2 separate regions of the Bicyclus anynana genome follow, and region 1 is linked to region 2. The links are chromatin contacts, called in public Hi-C maps. All regions are on one chromosome and are shown on one strand. Each heading gives the region's core, a stretch centred on a gene start, on an enhancer-like site or on the middle of the called end of the contact. The rest is flanking DNA. Distances are from core to core; before and after follow the strand shown.

Region 1 (5,767 bases), core at 2,671-5,170, 54 kb after region 2:
TTATGTAACAAGTACAAGTACCAAAATCAACGACTAACTACTTGATACCACTTGCTTTTTATTGCCCAGTGACCTCAAAGCAAATGATCTCTTAGATAATCTTCCTAAAATATAAAATTATAGATGAAATAGTAATTCTTTTCAAAATGATATACCTAATGTGTGTTATGAGGTAGCCTGTTGTATGTTTGAATTATTATTGAAGAGTAACTATTGTAAAAACGTTATCCGATTTGATCATAGTACTTAGGGTATCTAACAAGTACCTATCAAGTATTATTCAGTTATGCTTCTCGATAAAGCCGCCAAATTCAAAGCAAACAATTACAAACATGAACTGTAGATGAAATGGATATTAATATAAATCCGAACTTGTTCGAAGTCGCTATTTGTAAGTGTACGAATAAACAGGATTATTGAAAATGTGATCAGACTCTATTTCTGTATTTAGGTTACGTACGTCGTACAAGTACCAAAATCTGCTCAATAAAGCAACTGACCTCAAAGCAAATGACTTCAATCGAGAAACATGGATTGAAGCAGAAATATATCAATCTAAATCCAAAAGTAAGATCCTTGATCTCGGAGATATCGTTTCAAATATTATAAACGTTCGAGAGAAAGAGAGAACTAATTTCTTCTTGTAGTGTTTTTGATAACGTTATTTAGGTTACATATAAGTATCAAAGATTTATATCTATCCACAAATTAAGGCGCATACTTTCGCTAGACAATAAATGACAATCATAGAGATTGTTACCGAAACAAAATTTTCTCAACATCCAAATGTGTGTTAAATGCTTGACCTTAATACTTAAATGCTACAAGAGTTATGTTTGACAACATAACATACTTATTATAGTAAGATATTTATCTTTATAGCCGTATCTCGTATGAATACAAATTAAAACAACAACAACAAAACAGTAACGAGACACTAAAAAGGCCTTGAAGCTAAGTATTTTACTCTAGAAAGCTTTTATAAGCTTACAGAGTAACGTCCTAAGAGAGGCCCTTACGAGTTTGATGGCAAAACTTGCAACTGCTAACTAAAGTAAGTTCTAAACTATGGATGTTATCTACGTTTATGTGGTACTCTGATGATACTCTGATCTCTCATCGCTGATACTCTGATGTTCTACACACTCCCGTAGATCACTCAATATTGTGCTTAGCTATTTTATTCATCGCCTACCATAAAAACAACTTAAAGCATAGACGTGATCATATACCACTATCACTGGTATTACTTACGTATACAGCGTATACAGGGTGTCTCGTTTAAGTGACAGGAACAAATTTTAATAAGTAACGATTTTTACATAATCAAACGCTTTCGGAACAAAAATAGCAATAATTGTAACGAAGTGTTTGAAAATAATGCACTAATGTTTTATACATCTTTCGAATTTATATTAAATGAACATGGTTTGAACAAAAATCAATATAACTTAAAAACCGTAAAATTTCGGCTAACATATACTGCGTTATTTTAGACGATTGTTTAGAGGTATGCCATATACAGGATGTATATGGCATACCTTCACAGCTATCCTAAAAATAAAACCGCTATATATATAAATATAACCGTATTCAGGTATAAATAGATGTAAACAACGTAATATTTTGCGTTCTACAAACAAATATTCGGCGGTACTGATAAGATAACACTATTTTATTAAAACTTTATATATATTATATTGAATTGATAAGTTTAGATATTTATCTAGCCCGTAACAATTTTTCTCACGATCAGATCACTCGATCCTGCGAGATAAAGTTGTTCGTATTACATTAACGCCGCGTTATATTTGCAAACAGTGTGCCTAGTGGGAGTTTTCAATATTTTCATACTGTTACTATCACGTTGACGTTTACGCAAATTTATATGGAATTGAAACAGTTGTGCAGTAGTGCCACTAGATGGCGCTGTTTCAATTCCTTAGAAATTCGCGTTTACGTTACGTGACAGTAACAGTATCAGACTGCCACTAGGCCCTCTGTATAGTATAATATTCTCATAGGATGGCATGTAGCTATTGTATATTATTGTTGCTAATTGCTAATTTTAACTTATTATGTAAATTATTTTTAACTAGCGCCTCAACACATACTGACGCTAACTTTGCTTTTGCGAAAATGTCTTTGTACTTCAGTCATAGTTATAACATAGCACAATGTGAGAATGTGTAAAAATGTCAGGTTAAAAAAAAAATGATAAATACTCGTATAATATGTACCTTCTGATTTTTATTTTAATAAAAATACGACAAGTAAGTTACCCAAAAAAAAATTAAAACGATCAAATTAACCTCTTCTTCTGAGAAATCTGTGGAAACACTAAAATAATAGAAATGTTTTTGCAAACCATCCTTTGCAAACAATCAATTGAGTGTCGTGTAGAATCCGAAAGGGGTGTGGATTTTCATCCTTCTCCTAACAACTTAGCCCGCTACCATCTTAGACTGTATCATCACTCCTTTTTCTATCTTTACAAGTAAGCCCTTGACTACAATCTCACTTGATGGTAAGCAATCTGAGATGAAAACGGGCTAACTTGTTAGGAGGAGGATGAATATCCATACCCCTTTCCGTTTCTACACGACATCGTATCGAAACGTTTTACCGCTTGGCGGTACGTCTTTGCCGGTAGGGTGGTATCTAGTCACGGCCGAAGTCTCCCACCAGCCATTACCATCAGATGAGATTAGTCAAGGGCTAACTTGGAAAGAATGAAAAAAAAACTAAAACCATGCAGTAGCAAAATAAACCACCTACTCGTGCAAGCCAATAGTGGAGCCATAACTGACTTACAAATAAGTACATAAACTCGAACTCGATTAGTAAAAGATTAAAACGGCATTCTATGTTGATTGAAAATATGCAAACGACCTTCGCATTTCAGCCGGCTCAAACGTACAAGCACCTACATACCTATGTGCGGTGGACTTGATATATCCAACTTCACCAAAAGCGTGTACCTTATGCGATAAATACCAATATTTACCAATATATATTGAGATAATATATTGAGATTATTCTGTCTTCGTTTTGAGTTTTATAGGCACGAGACATTAAAGATCCGTCTATATGTACAGACATTTAGCGTGCCAGACACGTGCCGTGGCAGACAAAATAATATAGATTTGATTTTTTTTTTAAAAGAACCTGCCTTCCGAAACGATGGTATATTCTTTACATTAATAGTCAACTGACGCATCAAAAGTGCTTGTAAACTGAGCCTACTTGAAATATATATGATTTTTGATTTTATTCTTCCATACCGTGTTTATTACTTTATTAACATATTTATATATATCGTATGACCGCGCGGAAGTTGACAGACACGGGCGGAAAGAATATTTTGTCTTTTTGTCTGTCGGTAGAGTCCTTTTCATAAAACCTGAACTAAAATTGACAACGTCTTACACAAATGATAATAAGACCTCAAATACAAAAAGACAATGAGCGCCAATAAGACATTAGCGCCGCGTCTGAGGGGCCATCTTTCATTAAAAGGACTTTAAAGCCGGATTTATATTTGTTTGACGTATCGTGTAGTGACACAGAACAGAATCGGTATCATACATTTTATATGGCAACGTTTACACTTATGTGTTGTGACATGTTGTGATGACTTCTGATGTGCAGCATACAAAATGTATCATACCGACTCTGTTCTGATGCATCACGACACGAAACGTCAGACAAATATAAATCCGGCTTTAATCTCTAGATACCTCTGTTAGGCATTGTGAATAGACAGTCTGTGGGTGTCTGCCACGCTACATGTCTGTGACGCACTGTATCTGTAGATATAAACGGACCTTTACTCGTAGGTACAACATGCACATTACAATATGATACACTTAGACTACAAGACTTCTTCCACAGTCGCATTAGGTACTTGATTATAGTCAAGGCAAACCCATCCAACAACTATCTACCTAAACGACCTTGATATTGCAAAAATTCCGCAATGAAGGTTTGTGAATTACGCATCGATAGTCAACAAAACACATAACTAACAATGTTAGCAAACGTTTAATTCGCCAAACTACAACCGGAAAATTCTCCTAATGACCTCATTATTACGCGACCGGGCGATATTATATGTGTATCAACAAAGCGGTTATTTTAACACAGCAATAACTAACCATTTTAGAATTGAAACTATCGTGAGTGTTATTTATATTAATTGATTATTGAAACACGGCTTAAATTCACGTGATACAACGTCGGAGTATGCCCGACTAGTTTCGAACCCATACATCAGTCATGATCTGTTTGGCTGGCTGGTGGAAAACAAAATACGATCATAATTGATCATTTCCGATCCCGTAGGAATACGGGGATAAAATATATATCCTTATAGCCTTCATCGATAAATGGGCTATCTAACACTGAAATAATTTTTCAAATCGGACCAGTAGTTCCTGAGATTAGCGCGTTCAATCAAACAAACTCTTCAGCTTTATAATATTAGTATAGATTATGATTAAACAAAACCATCACTTTATGTTTACTAATCTGCTGACGCTGACCAGTCTCATTTCTACTGCACTCAAATGTCGCTATAAAGCTGGGGCAGATTGCTAATAACATAGAGATTTCTAATGCAATAACAACAATAAAAATAGTACAACTGTAATTATGTATTCTCACAATATTTTTACAATCCGGCTTCACAGGGTGATTGGATTACAAATGTATTGTATTGGGTAATATCCAATTCAACAGATAACAACTCCAAAGAAAACTATATTTAAACATGAATTGGAAACTAAAAATTCTTACCATTAACACGAAACCAGACCGAGTGCTAACGTTTTAAACAAGTGAATAACCTCGAACTTGAACGTAAACCTTTAGTTTAGGGCGGTTACACACTGTACCCGATCGGACCGAATTCGAATATTCGCACTAATGCGTTCACTGATTTAAATCCAAGTTATTCGATTTAAAACGAGGTATTCTCACGAAGCTGAAGTGGTAAAGGGCAGACCACATAGCTCGAAGAGCCGATGGACGTTGGGGTAAGGTACTGGAATGGCGACCCGCATCGGAAAGCGCAGTATTAGTCGGCCCCCAATAGGTGGTCCGAGGACATCAAGTGGGTTGCAGGGAGCCGCTGGATTTTGTCGGCTCGAGACCTTGGTGTTTGGAAATCCACGCAAGAGACTGGACGTCGATCGATGGATGTACACTGCTGGACATGGGTCCAGCAGTGTACGTATCGACTGTGATGTGATGATGATGATGACGATGATGATGATTCTCATGAATGACGACGAGAAGTTAAATGATGGAAGTCAGATTGGTAATGCATACAAATCTATGACTCATCGGAACATATTTTCACGGATTCAGATCAGATGCAGTGAGTAACCGCCCTTACCGTATGTAAACAACACAGAAACGATCAGATGAATAAAATTTCCTACGAAATTCTCGCTTCCGTATAGCCGGCACGTGCTCAACATAGCCAGCTATACAACATAAACAGTTCAATGTAATAGAAACATGAAGCAGAGCCAATAACCGAATTTAATTTTAACCCTTCGAAAACACATCTTAAGCCCTCATTCGCACGAGAGTTTTCTTCAACGGACGTTAAAAAAGCGATTAAATCTATATTATTATATCAAAATGAATCCATATATCCCTTGATCACGCCATCAGTAAACGGCTGGACTGGATTGGCCGATTTCACTGTTTTTTTATGTATTTGTTATTGTCAGGAGAAGGTTCTTATAACAGAAAAAAA
Region 2 (5,485 bases), core at 1,542-4,041:
TATCAATTTTTGTGACCCAAATACAGGGATGTACCGTGAATATGTAAAATTTGAATATCCTATAAAATATCCTATCCTCGTGCTGAGGTGGATACCTTTTTGTCCACGGCCAGATTTTAGTATGTTCTGTTTGTTTATTTTATTTGTGTGTGGACAAATAAAGATATTCTATTCTATTCTATTCTATAATAATTAGTTTATAATAATTATAGTTATTATAGAAACCAAGAATAATATATCAGCTAATATGTATTCAAAATGGTATAGTGAAAGTGAACATTCTACAGATTAGCATAAGAAACTAGCGAGACAGGTTTAGATGGCATCCTATTTAATTTATTCATATATGTATATCCTTTTATTTTTACATAACACTATATTACATTATGTTATATACTATTATGTAATATGGATATGTGAAATGGATATGTCATTTTTAATATGTACCGTTCGTAAGAAATTCTGTTTTTCACAAATCCCGTGGGAACCATGGATTTATCCGGGATGAAAAGTAGTCCATGTGTTGATCAAAAGTAAAATCTATTTCTACCCCAAATTTCAGCCAAATCGCTTCGCAGTAGCCGCATCGTAAAGGAGGAACTAACACACACACACAAACTTTCGCCTATATGTATAATAATTATCATTAGTGTGATTAGCTGACTCCCGCGGTTTCACTCCCGTAGTTCCCGTTCTCGTGGGAACACGGGGATAAAATATAACTTGTATTACTTGCTGATAATATAGCTTTTCACTGGAGGCGTAGTCGTTAACTAACAAACAAACTCTCATTCTATTGGTACGATGTTCTCTACTTATTTATAGACATCGAAAAATACAAGTAGTTATTAAGAAATAATGCAACTACAGTAATTTTACGTTGCAGTAAAAGATCAAGATCAAGGCAAATGGTTAAATTACCTGAGTTTCCCTGCATATTCTAATTCTATCGCGCATCTGTCCTTCACGTAGTTTCCATATTTGTCTAAGAATTCAATTCCTTTGTGTGTATGGGCGGCTAAGTTATCATATTGATCCTGTAACAAGAGAAAAGTTATATTATTACATTGTTATTGTAACTAAAGAAAAACATGGCAATGAACGGCCAGAGACAGGGTATAATTGCTGCAATTGAAGAAAGCTTTCACTGCTACATGCAGTCAAAAAATAAACATTACAAAAAATTAAATAAATATAAAATAATCCATCAACAATCTAAAAAAATTGTAATGCATAATTATAATATTTAAAAAAAAAACCTGTGATTGTGGTATTTTTAACTTTAATTTGAATATTATGTGACACGTCAATCAATCAAGGAAATCTTTTTTGTTCATTTATTTTGTTTATTATGACCACTTTGATCTGGCGGTATTTCCCAAAAATAGCAAAAGAAATCAATTATTCTGTATTCATATTGATCTTCCGCCTACTTCTAATTAATAGTCAGCTATTTTTTTACTGTTGCTTAATTAATAATTATACAACTTAACAGCAACAATGTCCTACAAATTGTGTTGTACATTATCTCTTTCCGACACGCTTTCATTACCTGGTAACTCAGTTAGCTACCAGAATCAAGAATTTTCGTAAATAAAAAAAATTAGCGTATCATGAAGATGACGCTACTCACGGAAAATTAACTTGATAGTAATCAATTATAAAAATGTTCCAGACGTTAGAATTATAATGACGGTATGTTTTTATTCTATACGTAGGTATAAACGTATAGGTATACTATAATATAGTAGAGTTCAGTTTGGCTTACTCCACATTGCATTAACAAAATATGGTTATCAAAATCTTCACAAAAGACAAAATAATATCCCATAAAATTAAGACGCATGTTTTATGTCCGGGAATCGAACCTAAACTCACGCATCATTACAACTGGGTCATGACGGCGAAAATTGGAGGATGCGGATCGCGATATGCGGTCATCAGGAACTGACGCAAAACTCATATCTCGTTTGCTGAACACACCACAATGAATGTTTTTATTACAAAGCTTATGAGTAATGTTAAAAATAATAAACAATATACATTTTAAATAATATGTATTTATATTGAAACCGCACATATGGATCTATTCAGACAAAACAAAAAGACACGCCCGAACTCTCAGTCGGGTAAAACAATAAATGTTGGCTCAATATGATAAGGCAAATGAAACTGAAATCTTAAAATAGTCAAGGCGAATATGAACATTTTCTTAACCGTTATTTTTTTTTTAATTTGTTACTTCTCATTCTCTTAGTCAACTATACTCAGAGGCACAATTATACGCCCTCTTTAAAATGATGCGGGTATATTAAAGTGGGCGGATAATTGTGCCTCTTGAGTATATATTTGTGATAAGAAATGGTACGTTCACCACGAAAGGTTTGCTATCTCTTTACCTTAGGTTGATGAGTACAGTGCAGGGCATTTTAAAAATATTTTATGGTACTAAAACACTCGTGTTTTAATAAACCTCATTTTGCAACCTACTACCTACTAATAATCTAATACCAATTTTACATAACTCAAAAAAGTTGCATTGCACGAATATCATCAAAAATACTCTTTTGACTTTATTTTCCGAAAGATACCGCGTTAGCGAATAAGCCAGCAGATTGGGCCTAAACCATTATAAAACAAAATAAAAAAAAAATCCACCTACGCGTTTCCTGCTTTAAGAGATTGCATTTATTTTTAATAAACTGCGCAGAAATACATATACATACCTACATCAAAATATCAGTATCCGTCTACCCCACAGTATGTTATCAGTGTATAGATAAGGTGCAAAAACGCATACGAAGCGCCTCCTATAACACGAGTGTGTCCTTGACTCGTGCTTGACTCAGGCTTGCTGAGGACAATGACACGTAAACATAAACTTTATTACAAGCTTTTACTTGTCCTGTATGTGTGGATGAAAGTATGGAAGCTAAATTAGGACAATTTTCTGAAGCAGTTCGATTGATATACCTGCGTATCTTTACTGAGAATGCAATAATATTATCATCATTATAGGCAGCCCACTATTTATTACCTCTACATGACCAGCTGGTCTATTCACTATGTTGGTCTTTATTATCAACCTATTAAAATAATCATCAAATCAATTGACAAAATGTCATTTACCTACTGTGAGATATCCACCAGTAAGCACCGGATGACGGTTTTATTAGTATGTTAACTAGCATACGTTAAAGATAATAAGTCTGCAGGCGACCCTTATTACAGCAGTTTTTTTTTCTAAAAACAGCTAATATTCGTCTGAAACCGCCACGTGATAACCATTACGAAATTAATGTCTATTAACATAATACATAATTGTTATTATTAATTAAACAGTTTTCCTGTCACAATTTTTAAATAACTCGTCGCTCTATTATGGTAGGTGTCCACAAATCCGCATCGTACGCATCGGACGCGTCGCATGAAACGGATTTTCGCGTCGCATGAAGTGCGTCCACTGATTCACATCGTACGGATTTTATCTACCTTACAATTATAAATCCGTTTGATGAGACGCGTTCGGTGCGAATCAGTGGACGCTTACCATTATAGGCCTAATATTGGACTTAAGGTTATCAACCACCTGAAGCTGAAGTTGAAAGGCGCAGGACATGCAAAGTAATAGCTATTATATTGTTTTTTTGTATTGTTTGTTACGACTAGGTTTTGAAATTACGGAACCGCCGAATTTTACCAATTGAAAGCTAAATTATTATCAGGGAGTAACATACGCTATATCGCTAACATACAGGATGTCCTGTAATTAATCTGCTGAAATTTCAATATAAGAAAAATAATTGAAAATTTTACAAAGTCGAAATTTTTTACTAATTAAAAATTACTAATGCAATTATTTGTATCGTCATGGTATTAAAAAAACCGTTTTTTTATTATGCTTAAAATATCAGATCTGTTATAGGTAAGTATGTAATCAAATGTATATTGCAGAACATACAAGTATTTCTATCAAATTCATCTAATAGTCCCCTGTGATTCAGATATTAATTAAGTAGTGCGAAATAATTTCTTATTCCATCACCAAATTAATCAAAACATGAAAATCATTTTCACATGACTGCACTAATCGAAGTTGTCGTTGTTCATATATAAACATTTCGTTACATATTCCACGGGGACAGGGGAGGGGACAACGAAACATGGATTGTTATAATAACAATCCATATTTCCAACGCTTTGCGTGCGCCGCGACCATAGGAATCTTAATATAATAGAAATGGCGTGTACGTGGGATCTTATCGCCGCATAGGTGACAAATACATCTCTAAAATTCAAGAAAAACATAATACCTTAATCCTCTGTATTGTAATTTTCAACTAAGTCGTTACGTTCGATTAGTGAAATAGTAGTCTGAGACGCATATGACATCGCTCGATCATATGTTGGCTCGTGCCTACGCTAGGTGGCGCGACTTATTTCCGTGAAAGTGGGAGTCAGTAAGGGGGAGCGATTGGGATGCAGCGACTTGCGATATAATGCTAGCCACAAACGGTCAACTATTCTCACGTTTCTGAAAAGCAAACGGCAGTACCCACGCGGCATACTACTAATGTCATGTACGCAGTGACCAACACACTGTCAATTATAGTCGTGGATGCTACAGAAACGTGAGAATTATTGACCGTTTGTGGCTTGCATGAGGCGCTCGTCGTACGGTCGGCTTTAGTGAACTGGTGGCGTTCGACCCGTCCACAACTTTTTGTTTAAATTATAACTTTTTGCTTTTATATTGGAGTAGGTACCTACTCACTCACTCTATCTCGACACTTCAGATGGAAGGTATCCATCTGCGACATTCGTCTTTCTAATTTGGAGTGGAACACGCCATTTCTATTGCTCTTTTATTAAAATTTCCATGTTCGTGTCGGTCGATATTGAACCACGGCTGACATCGGGCAATATCCTACTATTGTTAACCTATTGCGGACTACTCTATATTATACGTCCTGCATACTGCACTGTCGCTTCTCATTACTTCTAAGGGATAGTTTAGATCAAGCTTGATATCTTAACAATCCTTGTACTCTTATGTTCGGAATAGTAGAAATTGTAAATAGAAAAATAACTCGATCGAAGCGCTATGAGGAACCTAACTACACGTTTTTTGTAAAAATGTATAACTAGACACGACTTCTTCACAGAATAATGCTATAGAACAAGTTACATCAATAAGCGAGGTTTATTTGTTTGTTATGAAATGCCACTCTAAAATACAATAACTTTTTTCAAAATTGGTCCAGCCAGCGATGCAAGTACTCTACATTTTGGCAATTGATTTTTATCTATAATCCTACTAATATTATAAACGTTTATGGATGTTTGTGTGGAAGTTAGCAACTCTATAAAGCCGTTATTACTGAACCGATTTAAAACGAAGATAAATGATTAACACATAGGTTACTTTTAATTCCGGATAAATCCATGGTTCCCGTGGGATTTGTGAAAAACTGAATACGCTGAC

Evidence for each region. A called contact is a pair of places that touch in the nucleus more often than the background predicts.
Region 1: a Hi-C map of whole body shows a contact between it and region 2, with 2.1 times the contacts expected there. The contact joins two enhancer-like sites. A contact is called at or near these places in 2 of 2 Hi-C or Micro-C datasets (whole body and whole larva).

What each region holds. Positions count from the first base shown.
Region 1 is chr4:12,748,856-12,754,622 of ilBicAnyn1.1, forward strand. All of the region lies in intron 1 of LOC112050179 (formin-binding protein 1-like), which reads right to left. Among protein-coding and RNA genes, the nearest start is that of LOC112050179, 25 kb to the right of the region's middle. Within about 2 kb of position 3,921, at least 6 of the 8 cell types and tissues checked have open chromatin away from gene starts, as enhancers often do.
Region 2 is chr4:12,696,015-12,701,499 of ilBicAnyn1.1, forward strand. LOC112050179 (formin-binding protein 1-like) reads right to left here. Exons shown (of 15, transcript XM_052891505.1): 2 at 922-1,037. Among protein-coding and RNA genes, the nearest start is that of LOC112050169, 45 kb to the left of the region's middle. Within about 2 kb of position 2,792, at least 8 of the 8 cell types and tissues checked have open chromatin away from gene starts, as enhancers often do.